Linked DNA regions of Mus musculus: region 1 is linked to region 2. Evidence: chromatin contacts called from public Hi-C data. All regions are on one chromosome and are shown on one strand. Each heading gives the region's core, a stretch centred on a gene start, on an enhancer-like site or on the middle of the called end of the contact. The rest is flanking DNA. Distances are from core to core; before and after follow the strand shown.

Region 1 (5,946 bases), core at 3,117-5,616, 500 kb before region 2:
CCTCATCCCCATTTTCCTTCTCTCTTTTTATGTATACATGTGTGTGTTCACACATGTTCAAGCATGTGTGTGTGTGTGTGTGCATGTGTGTAGGTGCCAGTGAAGAAGTGTGCTCCCATGTGTGGAGGCCAGAGGACAATCTTAGCTCTCATTTCTCAGTGGCCATCCATCTTGTTTTTTAACTTTAAAAAAATTTAAAAGTTAAAATTCTGCATATATGTGTGTGTCCATAATGTGGGATTTGCATGTGAGTGCATGTGCCCATGGTGGTGAGAAGAGGGTGGTAGATCCTGTTAACTGGGGTAACAGGTGGTTCTGGGATGCCCACATAGGTGCTGGGAACTGGACTTGGGTCCTCTGCAAGAGCAGTCTATGTTCTTAAGTCCTGAGCCATCTCTCTAGCCCCACTATATCTTGTTTCTGAGACATGGTCTCTAACTAGCCTGTAACTTGCCAAACAGGCTGGGCAGGCTGGCTGAGAGGTGAGCTTCATGACCCATCTGCCTTCACCTCTCCACTGCTGGGCTCACAAGTGCAGTCCATCACAGCCAGCCTTTGTGTGTCCTCTGGGGCTTCAGGTTGTACTTGGGTTCCCATGCTCACAAGACAAGGGCTTTCCTGGCCAAGCCAGCTCCTCAGCTCTCTTCTTCCTCTCTCACTTTCTTCTCATTTTCCATCTTCTGCTTATATTCTCCTCTCTTCTCTGATTTTCCCTCCTCCCATCCTCCTCTGCCATTTCCCTTCTGGTTGTGACACGGTGTCTAAGTGTGTGACCTTTTACCTGTCACAGATCACCTTTTGGAATAAGTGATATTTCTCTATTTTTTTAATTGCAAGTGATTTCATATTTATGTTGCTTTTAAAAATCAGAGGCTGGAGAGATGGATCAGGGGGTAAAGGTGCTTACCATGCAAGCTTGGGGACCAGAGTTTGAATCTCTGGGACCCAGGTAAAATAGTCAGGCATATAGCACAAACTTGTCATTGCACATCTAAACAGAGATGGGAAGTGAAGACAAGAGAATTTCCTAGGAGCTCCTAGGCTACATAGCCTGGCATACACAGTTAAAACAAAACAAAACAAAACCAACCAACCAAACAAACAAACAAAAACCAAAGAGAACCCATTTCAAACAAGGTTGAAGGTAAAGACTGACATCCAAGGTTTCTTTTGATCTTATAAGTACATGGAACAATGTTCATATTTACACATACAGATGTGCACACCCACACTCGCACACGCACACACACACACACATTATTGCTCACTGCTTTTTATTCTTGTGGCTATATTTCATCACCTATGGAGGAATGGTCATAATTGGGGCAATAAATGATAGTTCCAAGTTCCACTATTTCTTTTCTTAACAGATTTGATTTGATTCAACAAGAAAGCAAGGCACATAGAGATTTTGATGAAAAGCTGGCGTTTGCTAAGTGATTAAATACATTAAAAAAATCCCTCTGCTCTGCTTAGGTTTAAATGGTTTTCTTAATGTGATCATTTTGATGTTAATTTTCTCATGGGTCTGCTGATTCCAGGGATCATCTATAAGCACACAGACGAATGAGGACTTGCTGGGCCTTTTCAGTCCATCAAGTTGGAAGGAGTCTTTGTATAGATTGTGTGATCACCCATTTTCCTAAGAGTTCAGCCTGAGAGAAGCAACTAGAGACACATCATACTATTTCATTATTGCTGTGCCCCCTGGAGGTTAGCACATACACAGCTTAGACAAGGCTTCCTAAGATCAGCACTAAGGCGCCAAAGATTCTTGTCAGCCATGGGGCTGGGGCTGTCTGTGAAGTGTCTCCTAAGAACTTTCAGATTCTGGAAATAAGCCTGGCTTCTGCCAGTCCACCTAATAGAACCACACCTCAGTGAATGATGAGCCTAGATACCTACAGGGGAAGATTAAGATGTAACCTATGTGTGAGTCAGAACAACCTTGAGTCCAGCTCATGGGAACCGAGTATAAGAAAGAAAGAGGGTAAGGGATGAGATTGTTATTTAAGAAACAAGAGCCTAGGGGCTGGAGAGATGGCTTAGAGGTTAAGAGCACTGACTACTCTTCCAGAGGTCCTCAGTTCAATTCCCAGCAACCACATGGTGGCTCACAACCATCTATAATGGGATGTGACGCCCTCTTCTGATGTGTCTAAAGAGAGCAACAGTGTGGTTATTTATTTATTTATTTATTTATTTTTAAAAAGAAATAAGAGCCTAAAGAGTGAGATGTTCCTTGTTTGGAAAAAAGCTAACAGAACCATTTATCTGCTAAATGGCTTAGAGAGAAGACCTCATCCCATGCGTAGAGATGCACACCAAGAAGTTAGAAAGGGTCTTGGCCAGAGAGTCCAGAACTCCCACCCTGATGCCAAGCATCCGACTATCTCCATAAAACTCTACTTAACATTTGACTCTAGCCTTTTTACAAGAAGACAGTGCATGGCTCTGACATAGACAGGGCTGCAAAGTACTGGCCATAGAGGATTCAGCATTGACAGGGAGCAGTGGCTCAAAGCATGGACTCCTAGTGTCAATCCCTACCCTCCGCTGCTGACTGTAAATAGCTATTTGAACTCTCTCTACCTCAGGCTTTTCATCTGCACTATGGCTGATCCAATAGGCTTTAGCATACAGGGCTACAGTATAGATTGCATAATTAAGCAATAGAAGGTGTTTAGAATAGTGCCTGTCATATAGCAAACACTCAAAATTATTAGCAATTATTATTTCCCCAGTAGACCTCTCTCCAACCTTTCTTAGTAGTTTATGGTTTGCTATAGTTGGAGAGGATTATTCCTTCTGAAAAGGCTAATTGCTGGAAAGGCAAATAAAAATTCTGCAAAAATGAATAGAAATGAGATAGCTAAGCTGTATAATTATAGAGCATTTTCCATTTTCATTGGGTTACCTAATAACTTCTAAACCAGTTCCGATGTTTAAAGTCTTATTTTTTCACAACAAATTAATGAACAAGCATTTGAACATAGACAGCAATAGCTACCATGCACGTACACACACACACACATACAAACACACACACACACACACACACACACACACACACACACACATGCATCCACATTCAATCTTGCGTGTATGATGTGTGTGCTTGTCTGGGTTGGAGTCTGTGAATGCAAGTATGCCTTTGCACTTCTATGGGGCTCAGAGGACAATCTCAGGTGTCAGTCCTTACATTTGATCTTGTTGGGAACAGGTTCTCTTGTTGTTTTCAACCTGTAGATGTCAGGCTAGCTGCGCTGGGAGCACCCAGGAATTGCCACCTCTGCTTCCATCTCATATGTTACAGATGAATGATGGGATTGCAGGGCTGAAGCACCATGTCCAGCTTTATGTGAAGTCTGGGGCTCTGAACTCAAGCCCTCAAAGTTGCATGGTAAGAACTTTACTCACGGAGCCATTTCCTTGGCTTATTGTACGTTATTAAATCACATGGTGTGGGGGTGGAAGGGCAGGCTGCACAACAGAAGCAGATCTAAGCTAGGCATAATCTGAGCCCAGGCCCCATCTGTAAACACACGGTCTACTTTATTAGGATGCTCCAATCCCAGGCTCAGGGGTAGCTCAGAGCTAAAGTGCTTAGTTAGCATGCACAAGGCACCAGATATGATCCCTAGCACCAGAAAAAGGACATCTATTAGAATATTTCACTCTAAGTAAAGGGTGTTTATGAACTTGCAGTCTGAGGACCAGACTTGGAAGTGGTAAAATCACAAGGTTAGTGTCCCCCTACCCTCCAACCCATGACACTCCTGTCTGCTACTGGTCTTTTTTTGGGAGAAAAGCTCCATATTATTCAGGTGCCATGCAAGTTCTGAGGGTGGTTATTCCAGAGAGCCACCATAGGCTTTTTAAAGGTACACAACTGTGCATTCCTTAATTAAGTCCTGTGAATTATTCCAAGGAACCTCTTCAGAATAATCACTGTTTCACAAAAATAAGAAGACAGCACCAATATAAGGTACATTATCTCCTACCCAGGGAATCAAGCCGAGTAATTAGAGCTTAAGGCGGATCCAATTATCCATAGCACACAGCCAGATTAAAAATCAGAGCTACGTGAGGAGGCAGGGCCCAGGGGAATTCAGAAAGCCCTGTTGCCTGAATTTCTGCAGCCAGCTTAACCTGAAAGAGCCCTCCCTCACCTCTCCCTCCCCCGTCTGCATGTTCTTACCCTGTTCACACAGCTTCTTGGTCAGGGAGCCCTCGTCTTGAAAATAAATTATGCGTTTCTGTACAATGCTGGCCCTGTGGGGAAAGAAGACATCAACACAGTGGTGAGATGGGCAGGTTTAGAGGGACAGTCAAACACAATCCTTGCTTAGAAGCCCATGTTCGGTGGCTCTGTGTGCTGTTTCCCAAGCTCTGTGTGCTTCTGTCTCTTCATTCATAAGCAGACAAGCAATACCTGCCCCATGATGTCACCCTGAGAACTGCCAGGCAATGTATGTCAGCAGCCTAGCACGTGCCTATAAACCATTCCCTCCCCATTAGGTGCTGGATTACTATTGATGGCACTGCTATTAAAGTAAGAAAGTAAACCAAGGACATTTTCAGCATCTTTTCTCAATGGCTCATTTTCCCATCCTCTTCCTAGTAAATGATGGAGGCTGTTTATAGACCCACCACATTCAGATTTCAGAAGCATGTCAAATCCTTCTCCTGAAGGGAAAAGAGGAATCTAAAACTATTTTTTTTATTTGTTCTAAAAATGTCATTCTATATCATTCCTGAAAGTCTAGACAAAACCGTCTCCTACACTCTGAACAAAGACCGCGTCAGCTGCGGTCTTTCTCCCTTGAACACGTCAAACGTGGGCTCTTAGAATTTAGAAAGCATAGTTTGAGGTTGCAAATGACTTAGCTTTGGTCAGCACATATTTCCTCTTTCCTTTGTGACAGAACAGAAATGCAGTTTCTCCCTTAACTCATTCTCTGTTTATTTTCCATTGGCCTGGAGAAGGATGGATCCTGAAACCCAGTGTTCCAGCAATTTAAGAGTCTACAACACTTAAAATTGAGCTGGTGCCGATAAATCTCGAGCCATTTCTATTGATTTTCTTCAGCAATGCTACTCAATCAAAAGGTAATTTTCACTTCGATTCACCCTATTTAACAGATAAAGGCATCCCTGACTCCATTAGAGCTGACCGCACTGAACAACGGTCTGACGGCCATGATTCCAGACCTAGGAACTGGCCCACGTTCTCTGTGGGGATCTGTGCTGAGTAGAGACAATTTCCCCAATGGTCTGGGCAAAGGCCAAGATGACTTTCCAAAGAAATGTCTATGCTACATCCAGTCTTGCACAAAAGAGTACAACTCAGGCCAGCTTTACAGATGTCTTTTACAGTCTTTCCCCACCCAAGAGAGACAAGATGTTGAAATAAGTAAATGAAATATGCTTCCTGTCTACACAAAACGACTTTGATCATTTTATCTATTCTCTGGACCATTAAGTGGGAAAGTTCCCTCAGACCAAAAGAGTAATAGCCATCCCTACCTCAAAACCAAGTAGCAAAGCCTCTTGTTCTTACTTGTCAGGGTGCCTCTCTCACCCTGGGCCTGAGGGACCCTTGCAGGAGCATAGACCTCCTAGGAACAGTCTAAGAATCACAGTTCTGGTTCAGTGGAAGGCTCCTTCCTTTTGTCTTCTTGTAGTATTTACGGGCACATTTTCAACAAATTGATTGCCAGAGGGCATGTTTAGTGGCTGGCACTGAGGAGGGTACCCGGGGCCATTATGAACAATAGGGATGAGGGCTACTCGGCTCATTCCCAAAGTTCATATCACAGGAAGGGGAAGCAAAAAATAATCAAACCCACAGCTAATGGTGATTGAGTGCTACCATGTAAACATCTACAGAGTGCAGAAGGGAGACCTGACCAAGCTGGGAAACGCTTCCCTGGGAAATAATAG
Region 2 (5,208 bases), core at 445-2,944:
TGTGAGCTGCCTGATGTGGGCGCTCGGGTCAGAACTCAGGTCCTCTGGAAGAGCAGCACGTGCTCTTAACTGCTAAATTATCTTTCCAGCCCCACTTTTTTTAAATAAAGAAAATATAAAATGAACATCCACTTTCCACCCTTGAGATTATATAATAGCATGCTGTCGGTATTTTAGAATTTCCATGTAGGATCTTTGACTTCTTTTTTTTTTTTTTTTTTACCATATTCTTAATGTTTATCATTACTCTCTTGTTTTTTTTTCCTAGTTAGCCATGTATCTGTGAATTTAAAAAACTACAACATCTAATTTTTTTTCAAATATCTGTCTTTGTAACTCACAGTCTGTATTTCCCATATTCCCTTCCTCACCACTCACCATTGCTAAGCCTCCATATTTTCCATTTTAAAGTTTTTGTTTGTCATTTTTTTTTTGCTTGTTAGTATCCAATATAACATAGCTATATATATGAGTTATTTTGAATAATAAGTTGCTCTAAGAATAAGTTTCAGGCTAGAATGGGGACCACACACTGGTAGATGTTCTCCATCAGCATAGTGACCCTGTCTGTATCTTAGCCCCCACCCCCCTCTCTATCCCCAGGAGGGAATCCTGCATTCTGCGAACTTAGCTTCAGCCTTCCTTCTTTGGAGAAGGCTGGATCCCTCTTGTACTAGAGGCTGCTTGGGTGGACCCTTGAAGGACAAATTCTGTTAGGCACTTGGAAGCCACCTTTTTCCACTTGTGGCATCCTTTTGCTTCTTGACTGACTGCTGTGTCTTGGGGCCACAAACATGCTAATTATGCTCTCTAAATACTGAATTACACTCCAGTTATGACCCATTATCTTGATCTCAGGATGCTTATGAAGCAAGGCATTAGGATTTCCAGAGTATGGTGGTAGATTAGAAGCTGCCTCTGTGTGAATCTCTGACTGTTAAGAAAAACAAGTCATGCCGGGCGTGGTGGCGCATGCCTTTAATCCCAGCACTTGGGAGGCAGAGGCAGGCAGATTTCTGAGTTCGAAGCCAGCTTGGTCTACAAAGTGAGTTCCAGGACAGCTGGGGCTATACAGAGAAACACTGTCTCGAAAAAAAAAAAAATCATGAGAGGAACTTCCAGAGTCATCCTACCAGTGTTTGGGTGGGAGAGGGCCACAAGAGACAGTCATGGAGAAGAGCATGGCAGATGAGGACATACTAAGAAATTTAGACAGAAGGGAATTTGGGCTGTGAAAGCACAATGTTTCTACTCTTTGAACCAAGGAGCAAACTTGGTAATATGAGGATAACAATAGAGAATTGTAAGCTTAAGTCTGTGGTCAGCAAACTGCTCATTGAAGGCTCTGAACCCAAGCACACTGGATCACTTGATTTCTGCAGCCTCCACCCACCCACGAGGTGTTTGACTGCTAGGCATAATCTGAAACTACTAAACTTGAGTGCTAGCTTCTCTCTCTGTTCTTCCCTCCAGAAAAGAGCTCAGATCTCTACTTCACCTGCTCTCTGAGACATGTAGGAGATAGCACTTGGCTTACACATAGACACCCCTTCATACACAAATCAATAATTCTCTGATGCAAGTGAAAACCTCTTCCACGGGTTGCAAAGCTCAGTGTGGTCAGCATTTGCTTCTGGGGCACATAAAAAGGGAAGTTTCTAAGATGAATGTAGTATCAAAGCAATCATGAGGCCAGCCCAGCACTCTGCTGGTACAGTGCCAGGTTTAGGAAACACAAGGGACTCCGCCTTGCAGATTCCAAGAGACCCACACAGAGGCTTCTCCAATTCATTGTTTTTTAGTTTCTTTTTCTCATCTTTTGACTTTTTGCTATATTTTATAAAATATTTATTTATTTATTTATTTTGTAATTTCACACATGAATTTAGGTCATTCTCATCCCTCTTCCTCCCCCTAACTATTCTGGGGACATGCCCCACCCTTTTCCAATGTCATGACCACCTCTTCCTCTTTTATTCCAGCAAGTTTAATTAGTGCTACTGGTATGCACATGGATAGAGGGTGCCATCTACTGGTGGATGGGTAAACGACTGTGGGCTATGCCACTGAAAAGGGACTCCCTTTTCTAGAAGCATCAAATGCCAACCACGCCTCATCTAGGGTTGGGGTGGAGTCTCATGAGTCTCCTCCCTCTTTACGCTGGCGCACTGACTGACTCACTCTTGTACCATTTTCTATGCTGGCAACCACGGGTTCTATGAATCCATGAGTGGAATAGTCATGTTCAGAAGACATTTTGCAACAATCTTCCCATGCCTCTGGCTTTTCCAACCTTTCTCCCTCCCTCTTCTGCAAGGTTCCCTGGCCTTTTGAAGTGTGAAGATGAGATACAAATGTCCTGTTCAGGGCCGAGCACAGCACAGTCAATTATTCTCTGCAGTTTGGCTTGTTGTAATTTCTATATAACCACCACTGCACAGAGGAGCTTCTCTGATGAGAGAGAGCTGCATTGTGGGTACAAGTATTTAGAGGGCAGTTTGACACTGTGTCCCTTTAATAAAATTGTGGGAGTAGGGCCTATGCCCTCTCTAACCACAAGTTCTTGGCCAGATTTAGTACACAAGAGTTCTTTCCTGTGTAGTGGGACTTAAATCCAATTAGGAAGTTTTTGGTTACCCTGTAACATTCATGTCATTATTGAACCAAAGGGCATGTCTTGTCAGGCCACAGATTATTGGAGCTTGGAGGAATCATGGCTGAATAAGACTGTTAACTTTTTTCTCTCCTAGGAACCTGCAAAACACATTCCAGCACTGTGGAAGCTAGCCAGCAAGGATGATGCTTCCAGATCTGTATCAATTTGGTTTTTCGAAGTTCTACGAGCAAACTATGTGGTGTCTTCAACAACAGGGTCTTACCATCAAGTCCCAGTGGGTAACCAAGAACAACGGCAATAACCTGTACTCTTTGGGTGGCTATTTTAAACCTGTAAAGAATTATTTTTTGTCCTTAATTTTAATCATGTTTTCTTTTCATTGTTAAAGTATGTTTTTTATCTTGTGCTCTTTCCTTTCCTTATGTTCCTTTTTGAAAAAAAAAAAAAAAGTTTTTCTAGCTGGGCTCGGTGAGACACACCTTCAGTCCAAGCACTTGAGAGGCAAAACCAGGCAGATTTCTGTGGTTTCAAGGCCAGTTTGGTCTACAGAGTGAGATGTTGTAGATGTATCTGCAATTGTGTTGTAATCTACCCATTGAGGATGGACAATAATATAGTCACTTATTCTCTGCAGTTTGGTTGTGGTTTTCTGTAATGATCTCCATCTGTCCAAAAGAGATGTTTCTTTGAGGAGAGATGAGATCCACACTTCTCTATGAGTATAAGAATAAATATTTAGAATGTACGGTAAAATTATGCCGACTTAATAAAATGGGAGTTATATGTTCTCCCCAAGACCCATGACCACACTTGCCCCAGATAGTTGGCTAGGTTTCCAGTACCAGGTGTGATTTCCCGCTTATTGGGCAGGCCTTTTAAAAAACTGCTTTATTTGATGTAAATAAAAATATACCTAACAGTTTCTTCAAAGGTCAAGGACCACTCTCTGTTGCAGGATATTCCATCACACTGTGAACTCTGAGATTGTTATTTTTTTAAAAAGGATTTATTTTATTTATAAGTACACTGTAGCTGTCTTCAGAGACACTAGAAGAGGGCATCAAACCCCTTTTATAGATGGTTTGTGAGCTACCATATGGTTGCTGGTAACTGAACTCAGAGCCAGTGCTCTTAACCACTGAGCCATCTCTCCAGCCTAAGATTGTTACCTATTGAAAAAAGTTGTTCCTAGTTGTGGTGTAGCTGAGCCCTTAGCACATACCTTTAATCCTAGACAATGAAGGTGAAGTTAGTTTATAAAAGGAAGTACCCATGTTTGAGAATGGCAGACAAAGTGATGAATCAGAGAAAAATTTGACAGAATAGGATATTGTTTTAGTCAGGGTTTTCTAGAGTCACAGAACTTATGGATAGTCTCTATATAAAAAAGGAATTTATTGATGACTTACAGTTTGCAGCCCAATTCTCAACAATGGTTCAGTAGTAGCTGTGAATGGAAGTCCAAGGATCTAGCAGTTACTCAGTCTCACACAGCAAGCAGGCAAAGGAGCAAGAGCAAGACTCCCTTCTTCCAATGTCCTTATATTGTCTCCAGCAGAAGGTGTAGCCCAGATTAAAGGTGTGTTCTACCACACCTTTAATCCTAGATGACCTTAAATTCACTCGGAGATTTAATCTTCTGGAATCCATAGCCACTATGGCTCAAGATCTCTATACCAAGATCCAGATCAGAAACTTCTATTTCTAAGCCTCCAGATAAGGGTCACTGGTGAGCCTTCCAATTCTGGATTGTAGTTCATTCCAAATATAGTCAAGTTGACAACCAGGAATGGCCACTACAGATATGTCCAATTCTCATGAGAAGAGAGGAAAAAGTGCTTACTTAAGAGAGCAATGCAGGCAGAGAAGAGAGAAAGGAAAAAGGCAGTTTGACCTGGACAGTTGTACTGAGACAGGTTACAAAGGGAACAAGATAGACATAAATGAAGACAGAACAAGCCAGAGAATGAGAAGGAGCCAGAAGATTAGAACAGATTGCCAAAGTTAATATGAAGCAAAGCAGAGTAACTCAAGAGGGTGGGAGAGGGAGAGGGAGAGGGAGAGGGAGAGGGAGAGAGGGAGAGAGGAAGAGAGGGAGAGAGGGAGAGAGGGAGAGAGGGAGAGGAAGAGAGGGAGAGAGGGAGAGAGGGAGAGGGAGAGGGAGAGGGAGAGGGAGAGGGAGAGGGAGAGGGAGAGGGAGAGGGAGAGGGAGAGAGAGAATTGAGGCCCGACTGAGTCAGCTTGAATAGGAGTTTGAGCCAGAATGGCTGAGTTGAACCAGCTAGAGACCAGAAAGAATAAGAAATGGTAAACTTAAAAAAAAAAGAAAAGAAAAAAAAAGAAAAGAAAGAAAGAAATGGTAAACTTATTCAGCACTAAGTTTCAGATACTGAAAGCATTCTAGACCTAGTTAAGATTGTATGGAGGCTAGAAACTTCCAGGACTAGGCCTAGGTTAGCAGACTGAGGCAGTAGACCTCAGAGACAATTACTACAGGAGAATGGAAGATATTTTACAACTCTCTGAACTGCTGATTATAAATATTAAGAAAAGGAATTTATTAGATTGTTTTATGTGATAAGTACTAGGCA

Evidence for each region. Hi-C and Micro-C count contacts between places; a contact is called where the count stands out from the background.
Region 1: a contact with region 2 is called in a Hi-C map of the N1E-115 cell line, with 9 times the contacts expected there. The contact joins two enhancer-like sites. A contact is called at or near these places in 2 of 39 promoter capture datasets (embryonic stem cells and hippocampal neurons), 1 of 484 Hi-C or Micro-C datasets (the N1E-115 cell line), 1 of 115 datasets of contacts at active chromatin or transcription factors (T-cell acute lymphoblastic leukemia) and 1 of 9 other capture datasets (liver).

The regions. Positions count from the first base shown.
Region 1 is chr7:113,877,506-113,883,451 of GRCm38.p6, reverse strand. Spon1 (spondin 1, (f-spondin) extracellular matrix protein) reads right to left here. Exons shown (of 16, transcript NM_145584.2): 4 at 4,202-4,275. Among named protein-coding and RNA genes, the nearest start is that of Spon1, 110 kb to the right of the region's middle. Within about 2 kb of position 4,366, at least 8 of the 459 cell types and tissues checked have an H3K27ac peak or open chromatin away from gene starts, as enhancers often do. A contact at or near this core is called in the N1E-115 cell line, where this site is marked.
Region 2 is chr7:113,374,942-113,380,149 of GRCm38.p6, reverse strand. No RefSeq gene overlaps it. Among named protein-coding and RNA genes, the nearest start is that of Btbd10, 8.2 kb to the right of the region's middle. Within about 2 kb of position 1,694, at least 158 of the 459 cell types and tissues checked have an H3K27ac peak or open chromatin away from gene starts, as enhancers often do. A contact at or near this core is called in the N1E-115 cell line, where this site is marked.